3 separate regions of the Zea mays genome follow, and regions 1 and 2 are each linked to region 3. The links are chromatin contacts, called in public Hi-C maps. All regions are on one chromosome and are shown on one strand. Each heading gives the region's core, a stretch centred on a gene start, on an enhancer-like site or on the middle of the called end of the contact. The rest is flanking DNA. Distances are from core to core; before and after follow the strand shown. Region 1 holds the start of LOC100272284. Region 2 holds the start of LOC100278146 (Protein SMG7). Region 3 holds the start of LOC100217241.

Evidence for each region. Hi-C and Micro-C count contacts between places; a contact is called where the count stands out from the background.
Region 1: a Hi-C map of endosperm shows a contact between it and region 3, with 2.6 times the contacts expected there. The contact joins the promoter of LOC100272284 here to the promoter of LOC100217241 in region 3. A contact is called at or near these places in 2 of 25 Hi-C or Micro-C datasets (endosperm and tassel).
Region 2: a Hi-C map of leaf shows a contact between it and region 3, with 4 times the contacts expected there. The contact joins the promoter of LOC100278146 here to the promoter of LOC100217241 in region 3. A contact is called at or near these places in 3 of 25 Hi-C or Micro-C datasets (ear, leaf and tassel).

Annotation. Positions count from the first base shown.
Region 1 is chr2:176,287,633-176,290,332 of Zm-B73-REFERENCE-NAM-5.0, forward strand. LOC100272284 reads left to right here and starts at 1,274. Exons shown (of 2, transcript NM_001146771.1): 1 at 1,274-1,619. The coding sequence starts at 1,337.
Region 2 is chr2:176,195,694-176,198,393 of Zm-B73-REFERENCE-NAM-5.0, forward strand. LOC100278146 (Protein SMG7) reads left to right here and starts at 1,443. Exons shown (of 8, transcript XM_008671874.4): 1 at 1,443-1,737; 2 at 2,078-2,182; 3 at 2,561-2,700. The coding sequence starts at 2,105.
Region 3 is chr2:175,474,268-175,476,967 of Zm-B73-REFERENCE-NAM-5.0, forward strand. LOC100217241 reads left to right here and starts at 1,334. Exons shown (of 10, transcript NM_001143596.1): 1 at 1,334-1,458; 2 at 2,369-2,505. The coding sequence starts at 1,344.

The DNA of each region.
Region 1 (2,700 bases), core at 24-2,523, 810 kb after region 3:
ACTCTTGGAATGTCAAAAGGAGTCCTTTTGCTGGGCCACTGCAATAGCATCCGTACGTACGTGCCTTGGGAGGTGTCAATTTTTTCATACCGAATCATGCATGTTTATCCACAGGATAAAATGCATTGGTTACTAGCATAGTAGGGTTAAAGTGAGACCAAATTGCTTTTTTATTCAAAGTAGTATATACATGTTGATTGTCAGCAATTTTTTTTAATTGGACTATCAACATACTATAAACGATCATGTATATTGTCTATGCAAGAAATATTTATGCAGGGGCGGATGCAAAGGAAGGGGGGCTGCAGCCCCGCCCCATCGTGGGTTAAAAGCGTAGGAGTAGCTCTTCAAGCTAGCCTAGATGTTTCGTTCTACAACCCAAAACATGTTAGACAATCTATTTTTTACATCTTTACAATATGGATGACACAAAAATGATATATTAACAATCAGTTGTAAGTGACTAGTAATTTAGTATCATCCATATAGATGGTAAAAGATTAAATGTCTTCATTCGATACACACACATGCATCTAACAGGACAATCTATTTTTTACAACTTTACGAGATAGATGTCAAAAAATGATACATTAACAATCAGTTGTCAGTGACTGCTAATTTAGTATCATCTATATAGATGGTAAAAGATTAAATGTCTTCATTCGATACACGCGCACCATGACACTGGCCTCGTCTCAGTCTGTATCCTGTGTCTTAACCCTAGATGCCTGATGTCTAGCGCTCGCTCTACTCGTTAGTCGTTGGCTTGTTGTTGTCTGTCTGGTCGTTACCCTCTATCTCTTTCATGGCACGTCCACAGTCAACAGACATCCGCACCTACACTAGACTATAAGAGCTAATTTGGTGACAAGGGGATCCCGAAAGGATCGGAGGGGATTGAGGGGGAAATGAACTAATTTCCCCCTCAATCCCCTCCGATCCTCCCGGGATCCCGGATCACCAAATCAACCCTAAATGGGAAATTTACCATGTGACTGTCATTTTTAAACAAAGGTAACGAAATATTGTGAAGACATATTGATGGTCAAAGGTTCAAATAAAACTTGGCCAACAAGAATCTAAAACAACATATAATATAAGTGGAGGGAAAAATAAATACCATTATTCAGTTTCAGCCAGGGCCATTATGCTGTTGGAGTAGCACAGTACAGTGGAAACACAGCCCAACCCAACTGCCCAAGGCTTCCATTCCGTATATACAAATAAACCACCCACCGGTGTGTGCACTGCACCATCGCCTTTCTCTGCTCTTGTCTCCCCTCCATTTCCTCACGCGCCACCGGCAGCGCCAAGAGCCAGTCGTCGAGCTCTGCTCATGCTCATGCCGAGCGACCATCCGGAGCCGCCGGCCCTGGCGCCGTTGGATCTCGAAGCCCACCCGGCGCCGCCCCCGGCCAAGGGTGGCGGGGGCAAGATGCAAAGGCTGCTCAGGTCGGCCTTCAAGCGCGGGGAGGAGACGGACCAGCTGAGCCGGTCGGCTTCCGAGTCGTCGTCTTCGGCGGGGAGCATCGGCCGCACGCCGTCTGGAAGGCGGGCCGGCCGGCGCGGCGGCGACGTCGACGGCGACCGCTCCAGTCGCGAGAGTTTCGAGGCCCAAGGTGAGACGCTCGTGGTTGCTTGTTTTCAGCGGAATTTGCTCGGTTGATTGATCGCATCTGGATTCTCCCCCTTTTTTTCAGCGAAATTTACCGAGCCTTTTAGAAGGCGTATATACTAGATAAAGAAATTAAGCACGTGATGGGCGGCCTTTGTTCATTTCTGCTCTTCCTCTGATATATGTTCATTCGGCGGTCGCAGTTTTCGATCGTTCTCCGACAAATTGATAGGGATTGAAAAAGAAAAGAGAGAGTGCAATTTCGTTCTCATTCTCATAACCGAGTCTGAATCACCCGCATCTCAATTTAGAAAAAAAATATATAGGAGTTCAACTGTGAATCGCACAGATTGAAATACAACCTGTGTCTCGCGGCCATTGGGTTGTCATGGCCTTGTTTGGATGCTGATATTTCCAAGGCTCTTAAATAAACTTAACGATATGCCTTTCCGCAATCATAGATTGGTCACGTACTGTACTGGGATTATATAAATATTGTGGTATGTAACATCGTACTCCTCATTGGTAGTTCAGAAGAAACCAAATAAAGACAGCTAGGACCATCTTCTTGGAAGTTGCATGACCTTGTCAACCTTTCTTGCTACTAGAAGCAGTTTAATCATCCATTCAGAGAGAGAGAGAGAGGGCCTCAACATGTTGCAAATTTTACTGCCTACCGTACCACAGGAGAAAACTGAAACAAACTGTCGCTTCTAATGAAGCTCTTATTGCCCCGTGTGAAACAGTTTGGACATGACAAATACGTCCCTTTCCCTCGTGCTGCTTTCTCAGCTCGTAAAGTCTAACAAGCAGGTACTGGCCATTTATTCTGCCAGCCCTTTTAAGGTTCTAGCTCCTCGGGACCCATGAGTGACACCGAATTGGCGGCTTATAGTGCTTTGGCAGCAGTCCACATCCATTAGTCAGTCCCTTTCTTATGGGGGTCGCGCATATCCCATGAGAAGACAGTGGTGTTTATTTATGTGCTCCTATACTTGCCAGTAGTTATGATAAACAGATTGTCTTATGTTATTTTTTCCCCAAATCGCAGTATAAATGCAGAAACTTATGCACTTTCTAAAGCT
Region 2 (2,700 bases), core at 193-2,692, 720 kb after region 3:
ATCACACAAAGAATCATGGTCTGCAGGTAACAAACCATCTTGTTGTTTGTTAAGATGAAAACCAAATAGAGTTGGTCTATTGATCAAGATATTTATGTTATTTGTGAGCTTCAATGTATTCATTTACTAAGATAGGAAACAACTAAATTATTGCACGGTATAGCCATATGGTGAACATGTAGGGTGCATGTGATATTCCTTTACTTCCTGTTCTTTTTTTACAGACTGATGAAGGAAGTTTGTAAGTTATGATAACCTTTTTCTATAGTTTATTTTTTACGGTATCTCATGACTGGATTCAATCTTGATATCGCAGGATGCGAGGAAGGACATTCTTTTCCTTGATTCCCCCATCTTTTGCAACTCCAGCTGAAGCGCTCTGAATACGATTATATGAGAGATACCACGATTAAGATTTGTTCTTATAACTTTCACTTTGTTCAATTAGTTGTATTGTTCATGTACTTTAGGGGACGCTTGATGTGTGCAGTAATTACAATCAGTCTAAATAAAAAAATTAACACTTACTTTTTTGTTGATATTGTCATGTTTATTAATACTTGCTTGCCAGATTAATGATTGCACTGAGTTCACGCTGTAATTTGATCTGGATAGAGATGGTGGCAAATACATTGCTCCAAATGCAGATCGAAGTACACGAAACCTTCACATTCTTCACATAGAATGGCTTTTACCATGTACTTTGCATCTTTCTATAGCTTCAAAATGATAAATAAATGCATCTTTCTATAGCTTCAAAATGAACAAATTTATTTACCGTCCGCAACGTGTCCTTTTTTCATGAACACTATGATATGTTCTTTTGTTATAGCTTTTTAGAGTTTTGAGACAATGTGCAAAAATAGAAATGATTTTTCCATGGCATATAAACACACCTAACATGTATGTATTGGGCTATGACATTTAGATTTGTAATTTGTGAGAATTTATGAGCCGTCGCAACGCACGGGTACCTAACTAGTAAGGAGGAAGAATGGGAAGGAGGAAGATAGAGAGGGAAGAGGAGGTAGGAGGACAGGATTGTATTCTCATTTTTTTATACCCCTCACAAGAGGCACAAACACAACTACACGGCCCACGGCCACAGCCACACAGCTACTGGGCTCACTTCCACTCTAGGCCGCTCACTCTACAGTTGGCGCGACACACACGCCCACTCGGCGCCACTGTGGCTGCTCCTGTGCCACGTCCAACAACAACTCTTCCTGGGGCTCTGGTGAAGTAGCAGATGGAGTAACAAGCTGGCCGGGCTGAGGGCGTGGCGCGTGCGTGGAGCTGGCTATTCTACGCCGAATCGAACAGCCAGCCGAGCAATGAGCTATGAACCCGGTCCACAGAACTGTCCATGCAATCTTGCATTGTAATCCCTAGGGGTCTAGAACCAGGAGGGGCAGCGTCGTCATTTCACGTCTACGTGCTGATTGGGCTTCGGCGTGACGGGCGCGGCGTGCAAAAAAATGGCCAACCATTAGTTCAAACTCCTCTCTATAAAGACAGTCATAAAAGTAATAATCAGAGTTGATGTTTTTTTATAATGACAAAAAGTTAAATTTCTCCGTCGCCGAGGGAGTCCAATCCCAACACGGCGACGACGACAAACAAACAAGGAAATCGCCTCCTCCTCCTCCTCCTCCTCTTCCTCTTTCCCTCGCTCTGCCATCTGCCCCCAAATTCCCCTCCCCACTCGCTCGCGTCGCGATAGCAAGCAACGCGCAGGTACGAATTCCTCCCCAGAACTCGCGATTTCCTTGGATTCGTCCTCCTCTTGGACCCGATCGCGAGTTTTCCCGGTGCGGAACCGTGGATTTTGAGCCGAGATTTCGCGGTCACCCGCCTCGGGTTGACCGGGATTTGAGGAGATCCGCGGATTTGTTGCTGGTCGCCGGGGATCGTAGCCGGGCGCGTAGATTCATCCTTCTACGCGTCTAGGAGGGGGATTAGGGTTTCGTTTGCTCGGGTCGGGACTCGGATACTCGCTTTCGAGATTGGATTGGTACTTTTCTGGCGCGATGTTTGCTTTTCGTCGGTGACTCATGGGCTCGTAATTTGGCTGCAGGTGCTGAAACTCGTGTACTGTTGATGGATGATGACTGTTCCCATGGATAGTGCTAGCGCAGCCCCATCCTCCACGCGGGACCTTGCCGAGCGTCTCCTTACTAGGGTAAAGGCTATTAGTTCCTCTTGTTCCTTAGGATGTTATACTACTGGTCGACACTATGGGTTTTTGATCCATAGTTTCCGCTATGCCCCTGGCCTTTTCACGTTTTTTTGGATGCCTGGCGCTGCTTGTTTTATGTTAATCGTCGGGTACTGTGGATTCTGGAGCAGTTGGGATAGTTTATATGTCTTTACATAGGCTAATTCGTTTACTTGATAAATTGCTTAAGAAAGAAGAATACCCTGAGCTAATTGTTCATCAGATATAAGTCAAGCTTTGCTAGTATTCTGGGTTCTCCCATGTGGCAAGGAAATGCAATTGATAATCATGTTTACGCAAAGCATAATGATAAAGTTGTGACATTGCAATGTTATTATGCAGAATAATGAACTTGAAGACCAGCTTCGTAAGTCCGCACAATCCAAAGTCCCATCAGATCCCAACATATGGCTTCAGATGCGTGACAACTTTGAGAAGATAATTCTCATAGATCACGACCTCTCTGAACAGAGAGATGTAGA
Region 3 (2,700 bases), core at 84-2,583:
TTTTGAGGTTTTCAAAGTAGCCCTTAGGCTGTCTCCAACAAGGCACTGTAAAGCAACATGTCCGCTAAATATAGCGTTTCTTACGTCCTCTATACCCTCCAGCAATAAACGCTAAAGGCTCCGGTAAAATTTAGGGGTGCTTCTTCCTCCGCTAAAGATAGCGGATTCCTGTTCGTCCGCTAAAGCTATATACACGGTGGACCTCGGTCGTCGGCTGCGCGGGCACAGAGCGCAGAGGTGATAGAGGACGTCGGTTGCGCGGGCGCGGAGCGGGGGAGGAGCTCAGCCAGAGAGAAGAAGCACCAACGCAGGCCATTGCTACGACGACGTGGAAAAGCTCGCCGGCGTATAGGAGCTTGGCTGAGGAGAAGCTCGTCGCGGAGGACCTCGGCTGGGAGGAGCTGTGTTGGGATGCGGCGCCAGAGACGATGCTTCTCCATCTGCGAACGATTTTTGCGTTGCGTCTGCGAACGATTTTGCATCTGTTAACATATTTAATAATTTCAATATAAAAATATTTTGCATCTGCGAACGATTTTGCGTTGCGTCATTTTTGGCATGCTACAAATGATTTTTTGGCATGCTACAAATGATTTTTTATCTCTCTGGCGCTTTAACTCCTGGAGCCGTACGCTTCATTAGGAAAAACAATTAGTAATGTAGGTTAGAAAATGTAATTATCTAAACTAGTTCCTAAATCATTTTTGGCATGCTACAAATGATTTTTTTATTGCGTAGACGACTAACAAAAACTTATAATATAGACGTCTGGTAATTATTTGCCTCAATATAAACTAATATTGTTTCCCAATAAAATCAATATGTAATTTCGCTATGAACTGTTTTTTAAGATCGATAAAAAACAACGTGTATTGTGAAATCTGTTAATACTGTAGATATAGAGGACCGATTTTAGAGGATGTTGCTGAAGATGTTGAAAATATAGAGGATGAAATCTTTTAGAGTGAGCTGTAAAGGACAGAGAATATTCCTTTAAACGATGAAATTTAGGGAACGTCGTTGGAGACAGTCTTATTCTATATGTTTAATAATTTAGAGACTAAGGAGTGTTTGAATGCACTAGACCTAATAGTTAGTTGACTAAAAATTGCTAATTGAATTAGCTAACTAACTAGTAGCTAGTTTACTAAAAGTAACTAATAGCTGAACTGTTAGCTAGTCTATTTAGATGTCTTATTTAATTTTAGCAATTAACTATTGGTTCTAATGCGTCAACCAAATATGGGGCCTAAAAATTAGTCCTTACCAAACACTGCCTAACCGCCTAAGGATTCCGCCGCCGGCACCTTGCCAGCTGACGCCACCAATCAACGCTTCCCTTTATGGCCGGAGCAATAGTTGGCAGACTCGGCCGCCATCCCACCTCCTTGCTCCTCCTAACACTGCCCCGTCACGCCGCCGCACACCACCGGCTGCACTCTCCTTCCTCCTCCCAAGGTACCGTCCCCCACCTTCCCCTCTTTCTCAGACCCTGGCGCTTCCCATCCTTTTGCCCTGCCGCTGCTGTCCTGCACGGGCGTCCCCTGATTTACAACCCTTTGGCTGCAGTTGCAAGAGCCGGATTGCCAGGTGCTTGTTTCGTTTCGGGCTGTGTAGGTGCTCGGATGCTGATTTTTTTCTTCTTTCTTTTGTGATGAATTGTACTGGGCCGATGAAACCGTATCGGATTGGGTTCTCTGACGAGGAAATACATAACTAATAAATACACATACACTGAGCTGAGGTTGACCTTGCACATTCCTGTTGATAGAGTTTATATTGCTGTCAGCAGGTTCAGATTAGTTTGTGTTGTGCTAGTAACTAATGCAGAGCACAGCGAGTAGCAATTAAAACTGTGAGTTGCAGAGGAGAGTGGGTGTATTGGTTGCTCAATCAATCTATGTTGGAGCCAGTAAACATTCTTCTCTCCCTCCTGCACTGGCTCTAGATTTGTTCCTTCCATCTCTTTCTTAACTCTTGCCTGACATGATTTTACTTCATTCACGAGTTGAAACTTTAATCAGTATAAGGCAGAAGCCAAAATGATCATGCTAGCTAAGGAACAACTGCTCTAAATGAAATTACTGTTTACATGGCATTAGCATCAGTATGTTCAATCCAATATGATTGTTGCTTTCTGGAAATTCGGCTATGATATACATCACTCCGATTGTCTTTATAGAAGGATTGTTCTGTTTCTGTTAAATTGTTTGGAAGCAATTAGTTATTTTGGAAGTCTAATTGATGGATGGATATCTTTGACATATTGTTATTCTCGTGATAATTTTGAGTCTCTTGGAGACAAGTGGTATCTGTGATTCTAGACAATTCATTATATTTATTTTGACTACATAGCTCATCGCTACAGGTCAGTATTCAAAAATGGGTGATCCAAGTGAGAGGAATGGACACGGCGCTCTTACCCGGGTGCTATTCTGTGGTCCATATTGGCCTGCTTCTACTAACTACACCAGGGAGTATTTGCAGGACTATCCATTCATTCAGGTTGGTGGTGCCCTTTACATGGTGCTATGCAAGAGAAATGCTGCTGCATGTATCTGTTCATTGATATGAATATGAATGTACTGACTGTCTTTTATCTACAATCTTGTGTATACTGTAGCAATATGCTTAATGTTACCAAATTTTGAAGTTTGAATTTCTATTTATATACAGCTAATGTTGTGGGCAAAAATTGCT